Linked DNA regions of Mus musculus: all the other regions are linked to region 1. The links are chromatin contacts, called in public HiChIP or PLAC-seq and Micro-C maps. All regions are on one chromosome and are shown on one strand. The core of a region is the stretch at or near the end of the contact, and the rest is flanking DNA. Distances in the headings are between cores, read along the strand shown. Region 1 holds the start of Ankrd28 (ankyrin repeat domain 28). Region 2 overlaps Ankrd28 (ankyrin repeat domain 28). Region 3 overlaps Ankrd28 (ankyrin repeat domain 28).

The links. Hi-C and Micro-C count contacts between places; a contact is called where the count stands out from the background. HiChIP or PLAC-seq counts read pairs in DNA pulled down with a chosen protein or histone mark.
Region 2: an H3K27ac HiChIP or PLAC-seq map of embryonic stem cells shows a contact between it and region 1, with 8 read pairs. The contact joins the enhancer-like site here to the promoter of Ankrd28 in region 1. A contact is called at or near these places in 1 of 39 promoter capture datasets (pre-B cells), 1 of 484 Hi-C or Micro-C datasets (forebrain), 9 of 115 datasets of contacts at active chromatin or transcription factors (the SCID.adh cell line, cardiomyocytes, effector CD8 T cells and 4 more) and 2 of 9 other capture datasets (adipose tissue and pancreatic islet).
Region 3: a contact with region 1 is called in a Micro-C map of palatal mesenchyme, with 3 times the contacts expected there. The contact joins the enhancer-like site here to the promoter of Ankrd28 in region 1. A contact is called at or near these places in 4 of 39 promoter capture datasets (the 3T3-L1 cell line, liver and pre-B cells), 45 of 484 Hi-C or Micro-C datasets (the AML12 cell line, the C10 cell line, the C2C12 cell line and 32 more), 15 of 115 datasets of contacts at active chromatin or transcription factors (the HPC-7 cell line, the SCID.adh cell line, cardiomyocytes and 10 more) and 3 of 9 other capture datasets (adipose tissue, liver and pancreatic islet).

The regions. Positions count from the first base shown.
Region 1 is chr14:31,828,692-31,831,953 of GRCm38.p6, reverse strand. It overlaps Ankrd28 (ankyrin repeat domain 28), which reads left to right and starts at 1,539. Exons shown (of 28, transcript NM_001024604.2): 1 at 1,539-1,627. The coding sequence starts at 1,601.
Region 2 is chr14:31,770,927-31,774,188 of GRCm38.p6, reverse strand. The region is part of intron 2 of Ankrd28 (ankyrin repeat domain 28); the gene reads left to right. Among named protein-coding and RNA genes, the nearest start is that of Ankrd28, 58 kb to the left of the region's middle. Within about 2 kb of position 1,703, at least 9 of the 459 cell types and tissues checked have an H3K27ac peak or open chromatin away from gene starts, as enhancers often do. A contact at or near this core is called in embryonic stem cells, where this site is marked.
Region 3 is chr14:31,792,915-31,796,176 of GRCm38.p6, reverse strand. The region is part of intron 1 of Ankrd28 (ankyrin repeat domain 28); the gene reads left to right. Among named protein-coding and RNA genes, the nearest start is that of Ankrd28, 36 kb to the left of the region's middle. Within about 2 kb of position 1,591, at least 38 of the 459 cell types and tissues checked have an H3K27ac peak or open chromatin away from gene starts, as enhancers often do. A contact at or near this core is called in the N1E-115 cell line, Sertoli cells, embryonic forebrain and 1 more, where this site is marked.

The DNA of each region.
Region 1 (3,262 bases), core at 290-2,789:
AGCAAGAATCATTTTTTTTTTTCTGGCTAAGCCTCTTCCATCAGTTATGAGAATTCCTCCATTTTAAAGTAGCAAATACCAACCATGGTAAAAATGTAATTTTAGAAAAGCAATTGTTTCAGCAGAATTATGGCATAGTTATGTTAAGAGATATCAGAAGGCTCTTAGTGCATTTGATCTTGCACTTTGATATTTTCTGTTCTTATGGGGCTAAAGAGTTGTTTTTAATAATAGCATTATAATAAACTGACAGTCCTGGCACTGATCCCCATTTTTCTAGACTGCCATTAGGCTCAAATCGATTCTCTAAATAAAGTCTGTCCCAAGAGACACACCAATGCAGGGAAAAGATGAGGTTTGGTTTTGTTTTTTAAACCAACCCGATATCTCACGTTTGTGTTCTAACCATCTGTACCTTTTATTAATCAGGGGCTGGAGCCGCCCAGGCTGACAGACACAGGAGAACAACAATCTTCTCCCACACAAGCCTGGAATGGTAACAGTGTGCGGCTGCCTAAGAAAGAAAAGCCTTTTCTGAGCTGTGGGTTGGCGTGGGTGTGTGTGCCAGGGCGAGGGAGTCATTCCTCTTCTCCATCCAAGGATGCTATTTATTGAAAATCCTGCACATCTTTTTGAAAAAATTGATTTCTTTCAAGTGGGAGGCAAAAACCCTTTTGATGATAAAGAAGAAAGGGGGAAAAAAAACACATGCAAGATTGAAAGGGGCGCTTTGGAGAGAAATGTTCCGCGGTCACAACCTGTTCAGGCTATGAAGACCACACCCTTCAGTCTCGCGTGCCAGCAGTCCCCCGGTGACCACGTCTCCCCCAAAGCCCGCGGAGACATTCTCACTCTCGCTCCACGTGCGAGTCCGGTTCCCCGCTGCCCTCGCTACTCTGTTGAAAGCAGCATCGGCCCGGAGGTCTCCCTGGCTCGCACCGGCTCCGGCTGCCTTCTCCGCACCTGACTGAGCTGAGCTTGTGCACGCCACCTCCACGTGCCATCCCGGGCCGTTACCCGGTACCCAGTTTCCGTCCCTCCCCACCTCCAGTCCGGGCTCCGCCCACCGCGCCCGGGGCGCGCGCCCAGACGCCCCGCCACCTGGCCCGCCCGCTCCGCGCGCCGCCGCTTCCTGTGCCCCGCCCCTCCCTCCGCGGAGAGGCGGAGCCCGGGAGCGAGCGAGCGCGGTGGCGTGGCCAATGGGCGCTCGGCTTACTCTGGCCTCTCCCCCGCGCGGCCGCCAATCGCGGCGGGCGGTGGTGGTAATATTGTGGAGTGGAGTTTGGATGCCGCCGCGGCCGCGGGCTGGAGCGGCGCGGCGGCGGGGGCTGCTGGGGTATTTCGGGAAGGGGGTGTGAGGCGGCGGCGAAGGCGGCGGCTGCGTGTGGGAGGTGGCTGAGAGCTAGAGGGAGAGAGCGAGAGAAAGGACGGAAGAAAGAGGGCGGGAGTCCTTGGAGGAGGCGGGACCGGCGGGGCTCTTCGCGGCGGCGGCGGCGGCGGGCGGCCGGGGAGGCGGCGCCGCCCCCTGCCCGCGCTCTCTTCAACGTAGCCGGCCACCTACCCGCCGGGCGCGGGTAGTGGCCGAACAGCGGCGACCGCCATGGCGTTCCTCAAACTCCGCGACCAGGTAGGTGAGGGGCGGCGGGGCGGGATCGCGCCACCGAGGAGTCGGAGGAGGGTGGACCAGCGGCGTGGGCCGCCCGGGCGCCCTGTCGGCGCGGTGGCAGCGAGGGAAGAGGGTGTCCCGGGTCGGCAGCCGTGCGGGCCGTCCGCCTGTCAGTGCAGCCCCAGCTCCGAGAAACCCACGTGCCGCCGGGGGATCGCGGCCGCCGCCACAGGGGCGGGTTCTGCGCTCGCCGCCCTCGCGTCCGGCGCGCTGCCGGGTAGGCGCCTCCTCTTTCCTGCCAGGTGAGGCTCGGGCCTAACAGGTGGCTTTGCGGTGCGGAGTCGGAGCGGGGCAGGCGGCGGCCGTGACCTGGGGTCACGACCTTGCCCTCGGGTTCGCTTCGCGGGGCGGTTCACGGTCCACCGCACCGTCTCTGCGGAGAGGTAGTGGCGGTCGAAAGCAAACCCACCGGTGCCGATGGATTCTGCTGGGGACTGGTTGTTACGGTGCATATTCCCAGGCTGGTTTTCTCTTGGCATATTCTGCACCATCTTGGTTTAGTTTTCCTGACTTAGGAAGAGCTTGTCAAAGAACACCTGAAGTGCTCAGAAGACTGCAGTACACTGTGGGCTGGGAAAAATAACTCTGTATCTACCAATGAAATCGCAACTATGTCTGAATGAACGCTTGTTACCCTTTTAAAAAGGCGAGAAGGTGAATTACCAGACGCTCCCCAGTGTTTGTCTCTTTTAAAGAAAAGGGAAAGTAACGAGTGGATTTTACGGAGTCGCGGGAACCTATTAATGCTTGAGTACCCCTTTTGCCATTGTTTTTCTGAATAGGAGATACTGAACAGATTTGAAGGGAAACCAATCAGAAAGTGGGCACAAGCTTAACAAAAACGATAGGGAAAAACTTAATGTTTTATGTCATTTTCTACCAATTAAAACTTAAGTTCTGAGTCTAGCTAATGTCAATTCTCACTTAAAAAGTGAATATTCTACTTAGGCTGAATGCTGACTTTTAGTATCATTTGGTATCAGCAGAATTTTAGCTGATATTAACAATAGGGCATGATACTTTGAAAAACTCTGGTTGATAAGTTTGTATTTCAAAATCTGTGAATAACTTTACTGTTCAACATGTTCCATTAGCTACACATAGAATCTTTGAGTTGATTAAAATTAAGAAAGCACAGTTTCTCAGTTGTGCTAGTCAAAAGCACACTTTTCAAAAGTGCTCACCAGCCACAGGTAGCAAAACCTTTCATTGCACAAAGTTGTCAGGAAAAAACAAAAAAATCTGTTAATAACAAGCAGAGTTCAAGCCCAGATCATCTAATTCATATGTAGTTAATACCATGAAACTCAAGATCTAGATTTTCAGCTAATCTTTATTACTCTAGTAACTCTTTGTACCTGAATATTTGGTTGTAATCCTTCACTTTTGGAAATGTATTTTGTGATTTGGTCATTGTGTGTGTTAGGGATTTGGTAGACTGTTAGAAGATCTTACTTTATAAAAAAAAATGAATAAATAATAAAAATCTATTGGCATCTGTGCATTTGAGTGTTTAGTAACTACAGTTTTGAAGCAGTCGTAACACTGATTCAGTTTTGTGTAATATTCTTTAACACTCAGTGGTGATATTGATTT
Region 2 (3,262 bases), core at 454-2,953, 58 kb after region 1:
AAAATGTTACCAAACATTTTAACCCAGAAATTAATGCAAAAGAAAGGGCCACCTCAACAAACTAATGTATGCTGCCTATTATAGCATTTATTTCCTTTTTAAAAATTGTGTGTATGCACGTTTATGGAAGACAAAGCAGCTTTAGGAAGCATCCCTAGGAATGTCATCCTCCTTTGAGGTCCTTCGTTAGCCAGGGAATCACTAACTAGGCTAGACTTGCTGGCCAGGGGTTTAGGGGGATCCTTCTGTCTCCACCTCTGCAGCACTGAGAGTATTCCCACACTACCATGCTGGGTCAGACTTCTCATGCTTACAAGGTAAGCATCTTACCAACTGAGATGTGTTCCCAGCCCTATTTGAGACCTGTTCCTAGTCCTATTTATATCTTTTGTGGAATCATTTTCAGTTCCAGGAAACGAAAGGTAGTATTCTACCATAAATCGCTCTTATCGCAAGAGTTCTGTAACAGATGTTTCTTTAAATCTTAAAATGTAAAGAATATGGACTTTTGCCAAGCATGGTGGCACATGCCTGTAATCCTAGCACTCGGGAGTTAGAGGCAAGATAATTGTGAGTTCAAGACCAGACAGGACTACTTAGGAAGTTCCATGTCAGCCTGGTTACAAACCAAGATTCTGTCTTTAATAAAGGAAGAAAGAAGGAAATCTTTAAATTTATGACAAATTTAGGTGAGGAAACCCTTACAGATTAAAACACAGAGCCTAAGTCCAGTCTTGGCTTAGAACCTGTAACTACAGCACTCAAGAGGGTTGGGCCAGGAGAATTGTACACAAGTTTGAAAACAGCCTGGACCATGTTTCAAAACCAAAATATAGGAAAAATGGCTTTTCATTGACTTGCTGGGTTACACATGGAAGAGTCTTACTAACATTTTTGAAAATTAATATTACATAATGAAGTTAAGTGAATCAGTTAATTGTACAAGCATGCCTCATTTTATTGAACTTTGCAAATACAGTGCTTTTTACACATTAAAATAATATAACAACTCTAAATTAAGCAAGCCAGTCTACAGTGTTTTCAGTAGCTCAAGTAATCATTGGCATCCTTATTTTAATTAAGGTTTTATCTTTTTTCAGAAATGAGGCTTCTGCACACTAATAGGCTACTGTAAAGTATTAACATTCTGCTACTGTTTCTTTTGTTTGTTTGTTTTGTTTTTTTGAGACAGAGTCTCTCTATATAGTCCTTGATGTCCTGGAACACACATGTAGACCAGGCTGGCTTTAAACTCACAGAGACCCCCTTGCCCCTGCCTCCTGAGAGCTAAGGTTAAAGGGGTATGCCAAGTTATATAATAATGTGTTATGTTTTGTCTATGACAATGTTGCACTGCTTTGAATGGGTTTCTTTTGACTTGCACACAGAGCCAGCCTGTTCAATCCCTTGCCATCTTTCTTTTGAGTTTTCTCTTTGATTTGCAACAGCTTTTCATATTCTGAATGAGACCCCTTTGAAATACATATTATAAATTCTATTCTTGTACTCCAGGTTGCCTTAATTCTTTGTGGAATCATTGAACATGAGGTATTAATTTTAACTTAGTGCAGGTTTTTGTTTATTTGATGTCTTGTTAAAGAAATCAGCCCATCCCCCATCTCCCACCAGCCCCACCCCCACACACACTCCTGATGCATATGAAGGCCAGAAAACAGTCTTGTGTGGAGCAGGATTGCATTGTTCTAGAGCTCACCAGGTAGGCTAGTGTGCTTAGCTAGTGAGTCCCAGGAATCTCTGTCTTTGCTTCTGAATGCTGATCTCAAGTACTTGGCTCTGTGCCCCCAAGCTTTTAATTATAGTGTTGAGAGGGGAGCAGTATACACATGGACATTGCTTGTCTGGCATGTGGAAACCAGGGGACCTTAAGTGTGAGCTCCTGAGAACTGTACCTTTTTTTGAGACAAGATCTCTCATTTACAGGCTTAGCAATTCTCCAGGATCCCTTTTGCCTGTACCCCTCAACACTCAGATGATAACCACATGCCAAAACTCTTTTAGTGTGTGGATGGCTATGTATATGTATTTTAATGCAAGTGCTTTCCTTTGCATGGGGCTGTCATTCCTCAGGAAGTTCTCACCTTCTGTTTGAGACAGCATCTCTCATTAACCTGGATCATTTCCTCTAAGCCAGGCTACCTAGTCTAGGAGCTAGGGATCTGCCTATCTCTGCCTTCCATCTCACCTTCACTGCAACTACAGGCATTTTACTGTACTCTTGTGAGTTCTATATCCTCACATTTGCACAGTAAGCAGTTTATCACATGAGCAGTCTTCTTAACCCAAGAAATCTTTTCTAACTTGAGTCAAAGATAATATTCTATATTCATGAGGACTTCTGAAATCTTATTCTTTACATTTAACAGCTCTGTAACATACTTAAGGTTAAATTTTACATATAAAAATACAATGTGTTAAGTTCTTATGTGTGTGTGTGTACAAGTTTATGTGAGACATCATTTCTGTCTCGAAGTTTTTGGCTTTATTAGGAAGTGTTAAGTGTTATTTAATGAAACAATTTGTCTTTCCCTCTATATTTTGTTTTGGCTTCTTTGTTTGAGACAGTGTCGTGTAGTGAGGATGGCTTTTCCTGATGCACCTACATCTCTGTATCCTAAGTGTTAGGGCACGCATGAACCAACAACTTTACTTCTTTTTCTTCTGGAGCTTCTATTATGCAATGTTATTCTCCTGTGACACCACATACACACACACACACACACACACACACACACACACACCATCTCCATTTTCTTCTTTCTACTCCAAATCCCCAACTGAACTAATTTAAAAGACCTGTGCACATTCAGAAATTCTGCTTGACATACTTATTTTCTAGACTCTAAATTTTAAAATTTTCATTCATTGAAGGTTTCAGTTGTAAGATTTCTGTTAGGGGGTTTTGTTGTTGTTCTGTTTGTTTTGTTTTGTTTATGATCTCTATTGAAATTTTTTATTCGGGTCATGAAGTGCTTTTCTGATTTCATTAAATTATCTGTCAGGTTTTTTGTTTTTTTTCTTGACTCGTGTCCTGCTTCTGTAAGATTATTCAGAATCCTTGCTAGGCAGTTTGCAAATGTGCTTGTATTTGATAGTAGGAGATGATTGTGTTCCTTGACAGGTGTCATCTTTACTTTTACATGTTTCTGTTATTGTCCATAAATTGATATTTGCATCCAGTACAATAATCTATCTTGTTTTATGGTTTTCCCCCTTGTGTAGAGAGAGAAAGATTTTTCTGTGA
Region 3 (3,262 bases), core at 342-2,841, 36 kb after region 1:
CTGAAGGCTGGGCCTTTACAATCTTCTTGTGTGTTTAACTCCATGGTTTATCTATCAGTATAGCCACACTATCTCAGGTTGAATTCACTATAACCAGTGACTTCTACTATAAGCATTTTGGCAGTAATTTTGAGAACAGATTACTGAGAAATGAAGCATGCTTTGCTACATGAAAACTTTGTGCAAGAAGTTGCTCTATATGCATCATTATTATTTTATCTCTGTGTGGGTGTCTTGTCTGCATGTATATATGTACATCACATGATGCATGCATGCCTAGTACCTAAAAGAGGCCAGAAGATGGTGTCAGGATTCTTGGAATTGAAGTTACAGAAAATTAGAATATGAACCAACCAGTACCCCCAGAAAATTGAGATTCACCATGTGGGTCCTGGGACTCAAACCAGGTCCTCTGGAGGAGCAGCTAATGCTCTTAACTGCTGAGTCATCTCTACAGCCCCGAAATAACTCTCTTTAGGTGTTGGTAACTTAAATACTTAGGTCACTTTGTGAAATTAAGAAGCAGAATAGTTAATAAAGAGTAGCAGGTGCTTTCCCTTTCAAAATAAATATTTCAACAAAAGAGAGGGACAAACAAAGCAAGCAAAACAGGAGGGCTGTGGTAATCCTGACTTCACTTTTTGTGTAATATTTTTTCATTGTAAATTAAATTACAGGTGGAAGAAAGCTACAGTCTTTATTTTTTGTTTCTGGTTTTTGGTTCTACAGTCTTTTACTGTCTGTTCTTCACTATACTGGTCTGTATAGCAAAACCTAGGTAAAAGAAATGCATGAGAGACTTTGTGTAAGATTCATAAAACAAAACAAAAAACCCTTGTTCATTGATGTAATTTTAGCATATAATTAATTATGAACAAGCAATAAGTTGAATAAATATTTGTGGGGATAGATTATTTGAGCACCTAATTTGGTTAAAGAAAGAATGATTTACGTATTTTTATTTTGATATGTTATTTAATAAGCATCAAAAGAGTCGCATATTTTTTGAAGTGACTGCATTGTGTCTGTCAGTGCTGTAATAGAAGGCTATTTTTAAACAGATTGAGCTTGACTGGAAATGTTAAAATAATTACTATCAAAGTTGAGTATGTTAGCTGGCACATGCCAGTAATCTTAATAAAGGGGACTGAGGGAGAAGGAAGAGAAGAGTTCAAGGCTGGTCTAGTCTTGTTTATCAATATAACCAACAACCCAAACCTCTAAAATTGTCCTGAGTAGTGTTGTGTGTGCCTGTGATCCTCCCAAGGCAGGAGGTGTGTGAGTTTGAGGCCAGTTTGAACAACGTAATCAGACTGTTTGTTTGTTTGTTTGTTTTGTGTTTTTTTAAAAAGATGAACTATGAAGCTCCTTATTCATTAGAAACTTCTGTTTAAAATATAAGATTGGAAAAATATTTTTGTATTGGTAAAAATAATCAAATAAATACTGAAGATTTTTTCTTTTGTATTTGCTGCCACCAAGTGGCTGATTGGTGACATTACCAAGTTTGTTACATGTCTAGACAGTGCAATTTACTATATATATCACGGTATACTTGCACCTGGCTTGGGCTGACCTTGAACTCACTGCCCCTTGACTGGGAGGATTTATAGATGTGTGCCAACATAATCAGCCACCCTGATACTTTGAACTAGCTTGATTTGGCTACTTTACAAGCCATAGCTTACTTTCTTGGACCAGAGCTATTCTTGGCACAGAACATCATTTCTGTGTTCCCGGTATTTTGCAGAGGCCTCTTAGGACATTAGCAACTAGTGTTAATAAAGGTGATTAAACATTGGACTAGCACAGGGTCCCCAGTGGAAGAGTTAGAGAAAGAACTGAAGGAGCTGAAGGAACGAACCCCTTGCAGCCCCATAGGAGGAACAGCAATGTGAACCAACCAGTACCCCCAGGGCTCCCAGGGACTAAACCACCAACCAAAGAGCACACATGGAGGGACCCATGGCCCCAGCCTCATATGTATCAGAGGATGGCCTTGTGGAACATCTATGAGAGGAGAGACCCTTGGTCCTGTGAAGGCTCGATGCCCCAGTGTAGGGGAAAGCCAGGAGTGGGTGGGTTGGTGAGCAGAGGGAGGGGGTAGGATAGGGGGTTTTTGGAGGAGAAACCAGGAAAGGGGATCACATTTGAAATGTAAATAAAGAAAATATCTAATAAAAAATTTAAAAGCAACCAAACAGAAAACCCCAAACAAACAAAAAAGCAAAGATGGTTAAAAAAAAAAAAAAAAGAACAATTTTCTAGTGTAGTGTGAAAATATGGTTGATGCATACTGTTTCACACAGGTTTAATTCTGACATGTATTCTTTAATGAGAGTATACATGAGAATTACGATTTCATAAGTTTTTAGAACTAATTTTACTAAATTAATTATGGAGAGTTTATTTTTACTCCAGAAACTGTTATATAAGCATGTATAACATTCTTAGAAAAAAGAAAAAAAAGGAAACTCAAATGTTTACTATTAGGAAGTGGGCTGCTTACAACATTGTGTACTTTTGTGTAGAATTTGATGTAATCATTCTAAGTGTTAGAGAGGGCTACGTGGAGCCATGGGTGGGTGCGTCCTTCTTTTCAGAAGCATGCGTCTGTCCCTAACACTCAGCTTAAAGCTTAAACCCCCATTTTGTTTTGAGGGGAAGAAACATATTAACAAAATATATAATTGGAAGTTTTTAGAAACATACAGAGAAAATAGCTAGCAGTATTTAAGTTTTAAGTAATAGTATGGTAAATTCTTTAAATTTATATATTTGAAATTAATGCTTTACATATTAATATATGAACAACATTTTACAAATCACTGACAGCCTTTGAAAACAAACCATGTATAAACAAATTGGCAAAGTGGCTGGATGTATTATCAGAAAATATATACAAGATTTGCTTGTGTGTGTTTTTAAGATTTAAGGTAATTTGTTGCGACCATGAAATATGAAAGCCCCATATTTTGGATTTCTTCCAAGAATCCAGTAAGAACCAGTTTTTATATAAAGACGGTCTCTAAAAATATTTTTCTTAAAAATGTATGTATGTATGTTTGTACGTGTGTGTGTGTGTGTGTGTAAATATGGCATGTATATTCATAGTTGGAAATTGGAGGCAGGTGGATTGAGGATTTGAGGCCAGTCTGGGCTATATAGAAAAATCTTCGTCTCAAAAAGGAAAAAAAAAAGGAATAAAAATATATAGCCTATACAAATTAGTTTTCTTGATAGAAGGAGAAAAACTAAATCT